Regions from separate parts of the Zea mays genome. Here region 1 is linked to region 2. A link is a contact called in public Hi-C data. All regions are on one chromosome and are shown on one strand. Each heading gives the region's core, a stretch centred on a gene start, on an enhancer-like site or on the middle of the called end of the contact. The rest is flanking DNA. Distances are from core to core; before and after follow the strand shown. Region 1 holds the start of LOC100192747 (ALFIN-like transcription factor). Region 2 holds the start of LOC103644246.

Region 1 (6,753 bases), core at 1,093-3,592, 170 kb after region 2:
TACTAGTGTAGCAAGAAAAAAAATAAAAAATTCAGAAAAAAGCATAAATAGATGCCACTAATATACTGCCCTTGTTTGCCATGACTCTAGACATCTCACTTATAATACCGCTATGTATTTAAAATGCTCAAAATATCTGCAGATTAGTATATTGGCACACAATTGTTTGGGCAACCCTCACTATAAAAATGAACACATCGTAACTAAATTATGCATATGATTCCCCACCTTGCCAATTAGCTAAAATCATTTCTAGGCAAGCATAAAACATTTGCACTAGCAAACAAGCTGTAACATTTTAGTACACCCAGCAAGAGTTTAGAGTTGCAATCAAAGATTGAAGGATTCACTAAGATGATCGGATGCAGTTGTAAATGGCCCAGCAATAAATACAGGTGCTGAGGGATGTCTCTTTAACCTCTCTTCTAAACCGTGGCATTGTTCCCCACAAAGCAAAAATACGATTGACTTCAGAATTCTTATAAGCAATGGAACATGCAGTTCTAGAGCAAGATAGATCCTCAACTGCTCCACATGATTTTCGGTAATAATAAAGTGGAAAAGGAACCAATTGTTTGGCACTCCCATAATAAACAGATGGATCCATGATCTCCGCAGTACTACTCATTTTTCCAGTAGTAATTCTAGGTACTATTGCGTGTAATGTAGGTTTAGCGGTTCTAGAGCCGTCAATGATTGGTGAACCGGCGGATCCGTTTGCGACTCCTTTGGAAATATTATCCGAGTGGTACTTTTCCCGGATTTCAAATACTCCATACAGTACCCAATAAGTTATTGGGCGTTCTCTTAATGGTTTCTGTGCCAACGGGCTTATTGACAGTACCCTTTCTAGAGAATGTCAATAAATTCCAAAATCCATTTCGTCGCCCAGTAGCTACGACCGTTTTTTTAATCGGTACTGCAGTAGCTCTTTGGTTAGGTATTGGAGCAACATTACCCATTGATAAATCCTTAACTTTAGGTCTTTTTTTAGTTTAGGGATTTTTCGAGTTGATTCATTCCACCGCGAAGTCCCCTGCATGGGTATCTAGGAAATAGAGAACGGAACTCTATGAAATGCACCATTATGAAATATAAAGACTGATGATTCTCACTGCACCAGTGTTCTTATGGCGTCGCCTAGGCGTCCAGGCGCCCGGGCAAAACTGGTCGCCTTACTCGCCATTCCCGCCTAGGCGCTAAGGCGCCTGTCTGATCCACTTGCTCGCCTAGGCGCCTTAAGAACACTGCACTGCACCATGCACTCATGCAGCATAAACAGAAACAAAAAGAAAAGAGAACAGCGTGCAAAGGGAGATAAAGCGAACTCATTCCCAAAGCATGACCCCCAATTCACTCAAATGAAACAAAAAGAGGAGCACAATAAACATGTGCACATGCAAACACATGCGCCAAGTGAAAAAAATATATATTGTAGGCCATAAACACGAACAACCTCAGAGTATCCCAGTCACCTAACAATCAAACAACTAATTCACCAAAATAAAAGGCAAACAATGAAGTTAACAAAACCAAATGTTCGAGGAATGAATCTAAGAACAAGCACTCTACGCTCTCAGTGAACACCAGGCAACTGATTGAAAAAGCGAATAGCATCCAGCGTGTGCTACAGGACAGAATTGGTACCGGTCGTTGGCGTTGAGGCGGGCGCCGTAGAAGAAGGCGACTGAGATGAGCCACGAGTCAGAGTGGACCGCGACGAGTGAGAGCCAGTCGCGGCGCTGCATGCCATCGCGCGCAAAGTTGATGCCGAGCGCCGGCTCGGGCAACTCCGGAGGAACCTCGTCCGCCGGCGGCGAGACCTCCCAGCTACCGTTGGGAAGGCCGTAGAGACACAAGTTCTCCTTATCTGCACGCAGGACAAAGGAAACGCCGATCCGCTCATTCCCCGCCCGGATCCACCACCCGACGCACGCACCGCGCGAGAGCTGGCCGCGGATTGATCTCACTCACCTGGGTCGCAGAAGCTGCAGAAATCGTCCACATCTGCACCGGCAACGACACGGGAGGTAAGCGTTCGTTAGATCTGCGCGGGTCTCAGAGCGCTGCGGCGCGGCGAGGTAGGCGGGGGGAGCCATCGTTACCGGAGGTGAGGGCGCGGACGAGCCCCGCGCGCCGGCCGGAGAAGTCTTTGAAGATTTCCTCGACCGAGCGCGGGTTGGAGGAGACGGCCGCGGGGGCCATATCCATGCGACACGACGGCCGTCGGTGCGCGCCCACGCCGGCGGCGGCGTGCTCCGAGCGGGAGCGGCTGGCGGAGAGGGGCGAAGCAGCGGCGGCGGCGGGCGACGAGGCGTTGGCAGGCACACACAGGAGTTGGGATTCGGCTGCCTTGCTTGCTTCGTGTTCGTCGCCTATCTTCTATTTACACAACCGGGCACGGCATGGGCCGGGCAAGGCACCCGGCCGAGGCAAAAGGGTTCGTTTGTTTCGGTCACGCCTGGCGGCCCGCGACGCGATGCCGCCTCGTGGGGCCCTGACACTGACACGACGGGCCACGAGCGTGAGATTTAGTGGTGGCCCCGCATGGAGGCGAGATCTGTGGAGTGCGTGTAGGAGGTGCGGCCTATAGGTACAGGGGGCACGGACCCGAATAGGCTGCTGACTTGGCACCGAGCCTCACGTTCGGGATCGCCGGATCGGGTCCTGGTTTCCAGATTTCCACTGCTTCGCAAGTTTTCGCTGATGGATACTGCTAGTGCTACTGAGCATAATCGCAACAGCGCAGGGATCTGGGCTACTTTGGAGCCGTCGACCCGGACATCAGCGGTTCAGAGATTCAGGTCTACCAAGATACCACGGAAAGATAATATTAACACAGATCACGCACTGGCAAGCGGTTACGGATATAGAATTCAATTCAGAATCTTCTAAACAAAACTATGGCAAAACAATCGCTAGGTTCTCAACATGAGGTCCCAGAACTCCAAAAGCATTACATGATTCATTTGTGGCGAGGGGGATAGGGTTTTTAAGATCTCGGCTTCTCCTTCTTCTCCTTGAAGAGGGCGAGCAGGGAAACGCCCGAGACCTTCACAACCTTGAAACGGACACCGGGAATATCTCCCACAGCGTGGCCCTTACGACCGAACCCCGCGATCAGCACCTCATCCTGCAGAGGAAGGGAGGGTGGCAAACATCAACAAACAGAGCATGGTCGAACAACATCATCAGTTACCCGTGAAGAGTTGATGAAACTTACGTTTTCCTCGATGTAGTTCAAGCAGCCGTCGTTCGGCACAAAGGCGGCAATCTTCTTACCGTTCTTCACCAGCTGAACACGAGCACACTTACGAATAGCAGAGTTAGGCTGCTTGGCCTCGATGCCGCTGCAAATGAAGTAGTGCATGTCAAGCATTGGTGAATTTGCCTATTCTTCAGAAGAAAATGAAATCTGCTGTTTCAGGAACTCACATCTTTTCGAGGACGATCCCCTTTGCGTGAGATGATCCAGCAAAGGGTTTCTTCCACTCGTTGCCAAGATGGCTCTTCTTGTAGGCTTTGTCAGCCCACCTCTGGTTCCTCCTGTGGGTCTTGAGCTTGCGCCCAGCTCCCATACCACGTGTCTTACTGCAGCAGAATCACAAACGTTAGCATCCAAAAGTACATGCTAACACCAGGTGTAGCACATCAACCATTTTCAATTTAAAGATCAAGAAACATATGCAGCCAAGTGCCTAGGTTGCTTGTTCATAAACCATAAAAGGCTAGATTCTAACTCATTCAGCTAGCAACTAGCATGACATGGCAACCAAAGTCAAGTCTTTGTAGATTCGGTTTCCCCGACGTATAAAGCTCCAGGTACAAAGGATTACCAGGCCTCAAAGCAAAGTTTACATAGCAGAGTACTATTAATCTGCATGGCTTATGAAACTGAACTCTACTGATTGCTGACCCCTACTTTGGAATGAACTTCCTGTTTGAATTTAATGTATATCCATGAGAATACTGTTAAGTTGGAAAGCAGAAGCTCTACTTCAATAGAAGCATAACCTAAAGAGTAGAGACTTATTTCGTATTTAGCAACCATATAAGCCGGTTATATTTAAAAGGGATAAAATCGCAGCCAAGGAACAATATGAAAACATCTATATTTTCATGACCATTTCAAAGAAAGTTAATATGGAAAATAAAAGGAGTTGCTGTCCTTGTTCATAACTGACAGTAATAGTAGATGTGAACATGTGATATGTACAGGGGTCAACAATTCAACATGTAATTATATCTCAATGAGCTCACATGAGTACTAATGTCACCATAAACGAGGGGCACATCCATAAATCTAGATCATTAATTGTAAAAAATATTCAGCGTGATTTTATAAGACATTGTACAGCATAAATTTGGTGGTGCCTGGGAGAAGGGATCTGATTACAACACTTGCTCTAAGCAGCCTGCACCATAAACATAAGAGAACCAAAAGGAACTCCAAGAGAACATTACACTGCTCTCTGATGTCCACTACAAAGGTCATACACATCCGAGGAGCGAGAGTTCATATATAATAGATAGCAGCAGCAGAGTTCACAATAACTTCACTAGCTATAGTTTTCAGAAGAGTACATAAGCTAGTAGCAGTAGATATCAATCGTTCAGAGTTAGTAGGTGTAGATATCAATGATCAATCGCTCAGCATTCCATACCAACCATTACCATAATACACAACATCAATAGACAGTTATGTCAGCAGCCGAGGAAAGACCACTACATTAAAAACAGGTATTATCGGCATACCATTGAGCCCACCATTTTAGGCTAATTAATTGGTGCCCAATTTGAGCCAATTCAGTATATTATTGATATTATAAATGTGATGAAACTATGCCAGCTCCAGGTACAACTCATGCTTGCTGTGCACACTACCAAGTAGCACATGAAACCTCTACCGCAACCATCAGAAATATACTAGCCAACCTACGTAAATGAGAGACTTAACATTGCCACGCAGGTTTCACTTGTCTGATTTTCTTGTAGCCTTGTAGGAAGACAGCAAAAATTCCAGACCCAACGAATAACAAGATATAAGATGACGCCTCACAAGATAACATGTTGAGACACTGTTACTAACTTATTATCTAATAATAATAGATAGATCTGGGAAAAACAACAGCAAAATTTTCACGGAACAGCGTATAACTTATGAGATCGAGAGCACAGAATCACGAGTTACCCCATGCTGGATCGGCGAAGGAGATGCCTAGCTCGTAGCGGGAGGACGGCAGCCGGGCAGCCGACGGCGAGGGCGCTGGAGCTATCAGGCGGCGGCGGAGGCGAAAGGGTTTGGAGTCAGGCGTCGGGGAAGCGTTTTGTATCCCTTCTGGCTTCTGCTCTGAAATAGGGCCTAGGGCTATTGTTTGGAGTAAATGGGCCAAGGCCTTTGGGTCAGCTGAGTGAGGCCTAGTTTCGTGCTGTTCTCAGTACACGGCCCACACGAAATACTAGTTGGGGTCGTTGTCGCTCAGCCGTGTACAACTAGTTGTAAGTGAGGCCGGGCCCTAGCGAATTCCATGACCATGATCCTTCCCCACTTCTGCTGCGGGAAAAAGAAACGCACACAGCTGCTGATCTCAAACTCGTATATTTTTTTGTTTGAAAAAAGTGTGTTTAGATTCAATAACCATCGCATCAGTGTCGGTGCGCAATCATAATGAATGAACAAATCAACCCGTAAGAGATGCGATCGCTGGATGAGGATGAGACGGGACGACGCCAGACAAGCAAGACTTCCTCTGGTTACGTACTGACATGCGATTAGCAGTACTATACTATCCCCTAATGTCAAGTCAGACGAGAACACGGCGAGAGGAACCCCCCGGAGCCGTACGACGCACGCAATCCGTCGCGGTCCCGCAGTTAATACGCTCACATCCACGTTTCTTTCCTTCCGCAGTCCCACCACGCACGGGGCACGACACAGCACGCATCAAGTACGCTCTCTGTAGCCGCTCCAGACGAAAAGAAGGCAGGCAGGGCAGGCTTTCACTGACCATTCAAGTCAAAAGCACTGTGCCGGCCGGCGCAAAGCCACGGGTGGCGCTGTCGCCGTCCTCCCCGCCCGCCCGCCCGCCCCCTACTACACACACACACTGGCCAGGCCTCCGCCTCCTCCCCCCGCACGGCTCACGAGCGTGCGGTGCCGATGGATTTGGGGTGGAAACGCGGATTCGCCCCGCGTGCCCGTGCCTTTTCCGGCCACTGCTCCCGCCCGCCGGCGCCGCGCCGGTACGTGCCTTTCCAGAAACGGGACGAGCGAACGTTTCCCGCTGGCGCTGGGCCGGCGCACGGACAGCTACACCACACCCAGGCGGCCATACCCCGGACGGGGCCCGGCAGCAGGGAGACGGCCCCGGAGCAGGAGCTGTGACGGGCCGGGCGCAGCTGACGGGGCCCGGCGCGTCAGCAACTGTCGATGTAGATAGGCCGATGGACGGTTCAGAATATAGCTAGGGGTTGGGGCTCGAGGCGAGAAAGATCTGGATCTGATCCGACAGTTGCCAACCAGCCCCCGCCCGCGCGTGCATCTCGTGCCCGCCGCGGACGACCGCACATCTCCCTGCCTGCGGCTGCGGCTGCGGTCTCGGGAGCTCGCCGCCGCTCGGCTACTCCTGCTCCTCCCCGCTCGGCTACGCAGCCACGGGTCGAGCTCAAACCCCTCTCCCTGCCATGCCATGCTAGGCTGCCCTGCCACTGGGGGTCCCTTGCCGAGGCGCCGCGGCACTGTGCAGCAGGATT
Region 2 (5,891 bases), core at 591-3,090:
CATCAGACATTGAATTAACTGTTAGTGTGCTTTTGCGAGAATGGCAGAATGCATGGACTGTGATAGAAGCATCACTTGATACCACTAGAATTTCATTAAAACTTGAGTCATCAAAAGCATCAGAACAGTATCCCCATGCTAAAGACTTCACTCGGGGAATAGTAGAAAACGTTTTGAAGACTGCCTGAGTACAGGTATCCGATAGAGCTCTATGAGATTCAACTTGTGATGAGTTGATCTCAGCAGTTGCCAGGACAAGATCCCCTGGGTTGTAAAACCATGGTTAGAAAATAAGAACAACATTACCAGTAGAACAACAAACAAAGGCACCAACGTGATCAAGAACAGTGGATAGCGATAAAGCCTCACCATGGTCTGAGAGCAGTCCAAAAAGACGCCTTGTTGGAGATATAAAAGCCTCTCGAAATTTTGATAGTTTGAGATGGGGTTGTAGCAATGTCCATCTGCATAACTGTAGTACAGCAGGCCCATCATCTATCTGACGAGATGTGGACATCGTTCATATGCCCATCAACAGCTAATGATGGTAACGAGTAACATTGCTTGAAAAAAAACAGAAAATAGAAGGAATTAGACAACGGCTGAACAGAACATGGACATGTCATATAGAAAAGGAATGTAGGCTGTAGAGCACTATTTACATAGAGACCAAAGTCCAAACGAATGCTTCAAAATGATTGAGACAGAGAAGCTCAATAAGTCAAGCTTACCCGTTGTCTTATTTTTTTAAAACAAATCTTGGAAAATGACAAATTATGAATTAAGTGGACATCTAAACAGAAAACACAAAATGATGACTGCTAATAATAATGCTAAAATATGACAATACATGATTAGCTTGAGGACAACAAACATAGCCAATACGAGCAGTAAAAAATACCAATAATCCAACATTAGAATTTAGTACTCAGTAAAAGAACAGTGTTCCAACTCATACCTATTTAAAGCGAAAACCTAATGGGATGTGAACTTTGTTTAGTCTAATGAGCAAGCTGAGAGGAGGACGACTACCAAAACATTGGCACACAGCCACACAGGGTAGTATACAGCTACAAAAGTATATGTTCTATGTATGATCCCCAGCCAAAGCTACTTCGTGAACCTAGAGATTACTTAATCGAACTAACAGGTAAGCATGGACAGATGAAACGGTCTGCCATCAATAACGGTTTCCTTCCCTAATTAAGACCCACTTAGCCACTTAGCCAGATGAAGTCCTCGTTTGAAACCCAGTTCAGCGAAAAATTGGGGTTAAAAAGGAGCAAGCGCGCGGCGAACACATGCATGCTACTCGAGATAAGCCTAATCCCGTCTCGAACTAACCCCCTGCGCGCTCACGATAAGCGAAGAAACGGGCGTGGCCATCAAATGAGCCCAATCCCAGCCGCAAATCGCAAAGCTTCAGGACTCGGATCCAGCACCGACCAAAACCCCAAACGAATTTAAGTCCCGCGCTGCAACGAGCTGGCACGCAGCAGCCCGTGGGATCGCGATGCGCCACGGGGGACGAGGGGAGAGGGCGGCGAGTGCTCACCGTGGAGCCCGAGCCGAGGAGTGGATGGCGGCGGAGGTGAGGTGGTCGCCGACCAATCGCTCGGTCTGTCCGCGTCTGTCTCCGTGCCGTGCGGCAGTTGTTCCCTCCGCTCTCTTCTTCCGTTCATTTCGCTGGTGGCTTCGGCATGGGGCCTCATGCCAGGGTGGGCACGTGCCATCACGTGAGGAAGAGGAACTGGAATTTTACCTTGGGCTGCATATCTGAACTTTGATGGAACGGCCACGTCCTTTAGGCCCAACCAAAATGGAAATAGAGCAGATGACATGTTGGCAGCCAAGGCACCTGTTTGTTTCGGCTTTTTATAGCTTCTGGCCACCAAAAGCTGCTGCGGATTGTCAAACACTTAGCTTTTCAGCCAGCTTTTATAAAATTCGTTTAGGTAAAAACCATTCAAAATCAACATAAACATATAATCGGTTGAGTCGTCGCAATAGTAGTAATCCGCCACTTTATAGATTCTAAGCCCCATGGACAATTTTATCTTCCTCCACACGTAATCGTAATGATACTCAGATTCTCCTCACAGCCAGATTCTCTCTACAGCTAGATTTTCAGAAAAGCTGGTCAGAAAAAAGCTGAACCAAACAGGCCCAGTTCTGGCCGATGGACATGAGGAACGGGAGAAATTTGGAATTTTGTCTCGTTATGGCAAGTAGGTTTACCATTATTTTAAGGGCTTCGTCTATATATATACCATTATCAACCAAGATGTGTACGCTAAAATGTCTTCTCGCTATTTAATAAGACGAAAAATCAATTAGAGAAGAACAGCCTTGGGCATCGCAGGGGAGGTGTTCGTGGACGAGCGTGTACCCCATCACAACGGTCAACGGAGCCAACATCGGCCAGGTCTCCGTCAGACCGTCACGCTCTCCATGGTGCATGTGGCCAGGCACAGCACAGCACGAGGTCGAGGCTCACGTTGATGGAATAAGGGTCTGTTTGGTTGGGCTGTGGCTGTGAAAAAAGTTGCTGTGGGCTGTGAGTTGTGGAAAAAGCTGCTGTAGGCTGTGAGTCATTAAAAAGCTAAAAATCGTTTGGTAGAAACCACTAAAAATCGTTAAAAGTTCTTCGATATATGTTTTCATAGTTTCATCCGAAAAGCCACTAAAAGCAGGTACAGGGGTGCTTTCAGATTTGCACTGTGAGAAAGTCAGCTTTTAGAAAAAGCTGCTTCCTGGATCCAGCCCTTTGGTTGGCTTTTGGCTTTTAGGGGGCAAAAGCCAAAAGCCAAAAGTCAAACCAAACACACCCTAAGTCCTCTAGCATCTAAAGGACAACCTGTTTTTAACTGTTCTCTATAGTCCTTTAGCATCTAGAGGACAGTTTAACTGTCCTCTATAGTCTCTTTAGTATTTAGAGGACATCAGTCGCTTTTTGACTGTCCTCTGTAGTCACTTTAGCATCTAGAGGGCAACAGTCACTTTTGACTGTCCTCTGTAGTCTCTTTAGCATCTAAAGGACAATCCTGTTGTGTAGTGTGTGTGAGAAGGTGTGGTAGTGCAGCCCCTAGGGCTATAAATATGTGTCCCCAACCCCTCTAAGGGCATGGCATTGTGTAGTGTTTGAGGAAATAAACAGAAAAATTGCTCCAACTCATAGTGTCATCCTCTTGATGAGAGTTGAGTCCCTCTACTTACAATTGGTATCGGAGTCAAACTATCCTACAGCCTAAACATCTCGTGCTCATCTCCTTCCCGCGCCTCTCCCCACACTCAGTCGGCAGCAAGAGCTCCAACTGTTCCTTCCTCCCATGCTCAGACGAGCAGCCTTTCATCTGAGACAGCCTCTTCCACACGCAGCGACCCCTCACTAGCCCACCATGTCCCTACGCTCGGCCACTTCGAGTGCGCGGCGCCAGCAGGAGGCCGAGGTCGCCGCGGCACAAGAACGCGAGCGAGCAGCAGCAGCGGCTGCAGCGACAGCGGCGAGGGCAGCACGGTTGGCGGCGGCGGAACTGGCAGCGGCGAGAGCGGAAGTAGAAGCAGCGGAGGCGGCGGATGCTGCACGTGCGGCGGCAACAGAGCTCGAGGTTCTGCGCGGCAGTAGAGCTGGCAGCTCTGCTTCTGTCGACGACAACACTGACGAAGAGCTCAGGCTGGCAAGAGAAGCAGCGCGAGAGCAGGCGGCACAGTGGGCAGCCGCGCATCCCCATGGGGGCGCGCGTGGCGGCAGCCCGGATAGGCGCCGACGCGCCGACGGCGCTCCAGGCGGGGGCGCACGCGGCGGCAGCCCAGACGGACGTAGACGCGCCGGCGGTGCTCCCGACGGCGGCGACCGAGTCGACGGAGATCGCGGCCTCTACAGGCGGCGCGGTTCTCCCTCCCCGGATCGGTACCATGGTCACCGCATGGCCCAGGCCATTGTTAGGGACATCGGTCCCGGCGGTGGGTGGCCTACCCTCACCAAGACCAACTACGTCGAGTGGGCCGCAGTGATGAGGGTACGGCTCCAGGTTCGCCACATGTGGGAAGCAGTTCGTTACGACGACATCGACTACCATGAGGATCGGCGGGCGTTGGATGCCCTCATTGCTGCAGTCCCGCCCGAGATGCAGTTTTCGCTTTCCCAGAAGCGGACTGCCAAGGAGGCCTGGGACGCCATCGCTGCGACCTGCATCGGCAGCGATCGTGCCTGCAAGACCACACTGCAGGCACTTCGCAAGGAGTGGGAGAACCTGGCCTTCAAGCCAGGTGAGGATGTTGATGACTTTGCTCTCTGCCTCAACACTCTGTTGAAGATGGTGCAGTTCGGCGACGACACCTACGATGAGGAGAGAGCTGTTGAGAAGCTCTTTCGTTGCATCCCCGAGAAGTACAGGCAGATTGCTCGCTCGATCGAGTCTCTGCTAGACCTCTCCACGATGACGATCGAAGAGGAGATTGGTCGCCTCAAGGTGGTCGACGGCGACGAACCACAGGCTCTCTCTGGGCCTATCACTATCGGCGGGAAGCTACATCTCACTCGGGAGCAGTGGGAGGCCTACCAGGGTGACAAGAAGAAGGGGGAGTCCTCCTCGACACGAGGCCGCAAACGCGGCAAGCCGCGCAAGGCGCGTGGAGGCGCCCAGGCCGGGGCGCGAGGACATGCTGAGGGTGGTGCACGTGGAGGTGCCCAAGGTGGCGCCGTCGGCAACAAGAAGCCGGCACGAGACGACGGCTGCCACAACTGCGGCAAGCTTGGCCACTGGGCCAGGGATTGTCGGCAGCCACGACGTGGCCAGGCCAACGTCGCACAGGCGGAGGCAAAGGAGGAGGCCCTGCTCCTGGCACATGCAAGCATCGAGCCATCTCCAGCGGCACCGGCCGCAGCGGCACTCCTCCACCTTGATGAGTCGAAAGCACGCGCTTTCCTCGGCGACGGCTCCAACAAGGACATGATCGAAGGATGGTGCCTCGACACCGGCGCCACTCATCACATGACCGGTCGACGGGAGTTCTTCACCGAGCTTGACTCTAGCGTCCGAGGCTCCGTCAAGTTTGGGAATGCCTCCGGCGTAGAGATCAAGGGTGTCGGCTCAGTCGTCTTCACCGCCGCGTCTGGTGAGCACAGGCTGCTCACCGGAGTCTACTACATCCCTGCGTTGAGGAACTCTATCATCAGCTTGGGACAGCTGGATGAGAACGGTTCGCGCGTGGAGGTCGAGCACGGAGTCATGAGGATCTGGGATCCCTCTCGTCGCCTTCTTGCCAAGGTACACAGGAGTCCAAATCGGCTATACATCCTCAATGTGAAGGTGGCACAACATTGCTGCCTTGCTGCTCGTCGAGACGACGGGGTATGGCAGTGGCACGAGCGCTTCGGGCACCTTAACTTCGAGGCCCTGAAGCGGCTCAGTGCCAAGGAGATGGTACGAGGCCTGCCGTGCCTTGACCATGTGGAGCAATTCTGCGATGTCTGCGTGTTGACAAAGCAGAGACGGCTCCCCTTTCCCCAACAGTCGAGCTTCCGAGCCAAGGAGAGGCTCGAGCTCGTGCATGGGGACTTGTGTGGCCCAGTGACACCAGCCACACCAGGAGGACGACGCTACTTCTTGCTGCTCGTTGACGATCTCTCCCGCTACATGTGGGTGATGATCCTTGGCAGCAAGGGAGAGGCTGCGAACGTGAGAGCACCTAGAGGGGGGTGAATAGGTGATCCTGTAAAACTTCAAAACTTAGGCCACAAAAACTTGGTTAAGTGTTAGCGCAATAACCGCCAAGTGGCTAGAGAGGAATTTTCAACAAAACACAATAACCAACAAGAGATCAATCACAGAGATGGCACGGTGGTTATCCCGTGGTTCGGCCAAGACCAACGCTTGCCTACTCCATGT

The links. Hi-C and Micro-C count contacts between places; a contact is called where the count stands out from the background.
Region 1: a Hi-C map of ear shows a contact between it and region 2, with 4 times the contacts expected there. The contact joins the promoter of LOC100192747 here to the promoter of LOC103644246 in region 2. A contact is called at or near these places in 11 of 25 Hi-C or Micro-C datasets (bundle sheath, ear, endosperm and 5 more) and 2 of 3 datasets of contacts at active chromatin or transcription factors (leaf and seedling).

Annotation. Positions count from the first base shown.
Region 1 is chr1:299,899,216-299,905,968 of Zm-B73-REFERENCE-NAM-5.0, forward strand. LOC100192747 (ALFIN-like transcription factor) reads right to left here and starts at 2,343. Exons shown (of 5, transcript NM_001137946.1): 1 at 2,106-2,343; 2 at 1,975-2,007; 3 at 1,648-1,870. The coding sequence starts at 2,211. It overlaps LOC103644248 (40S ribosomal protein S23), which reads right to left and starts at 5,633. Exons shown (of 4, transcript XM_008667451.4): 1 at 5,192-5,633; 2 at 3,436-3,591; 3 at 3,224-3,350; 4 at 2,808-3,133. The coding sequence starts at 5,196. The coding sequence ends at 2,993.
Region 2 is chr1:299,726,841-299,732,731 of Zm-B73-REFERENCE-NAM-5.0, forward strand. LOC103644246 reads right to left here and starts at 1,841. Exons shown (of 27, transcript XM_020547018.2): 1 at 1,556-1,841; 2 at 370-563; 3 at 1-264. The coding sequence starts at 517.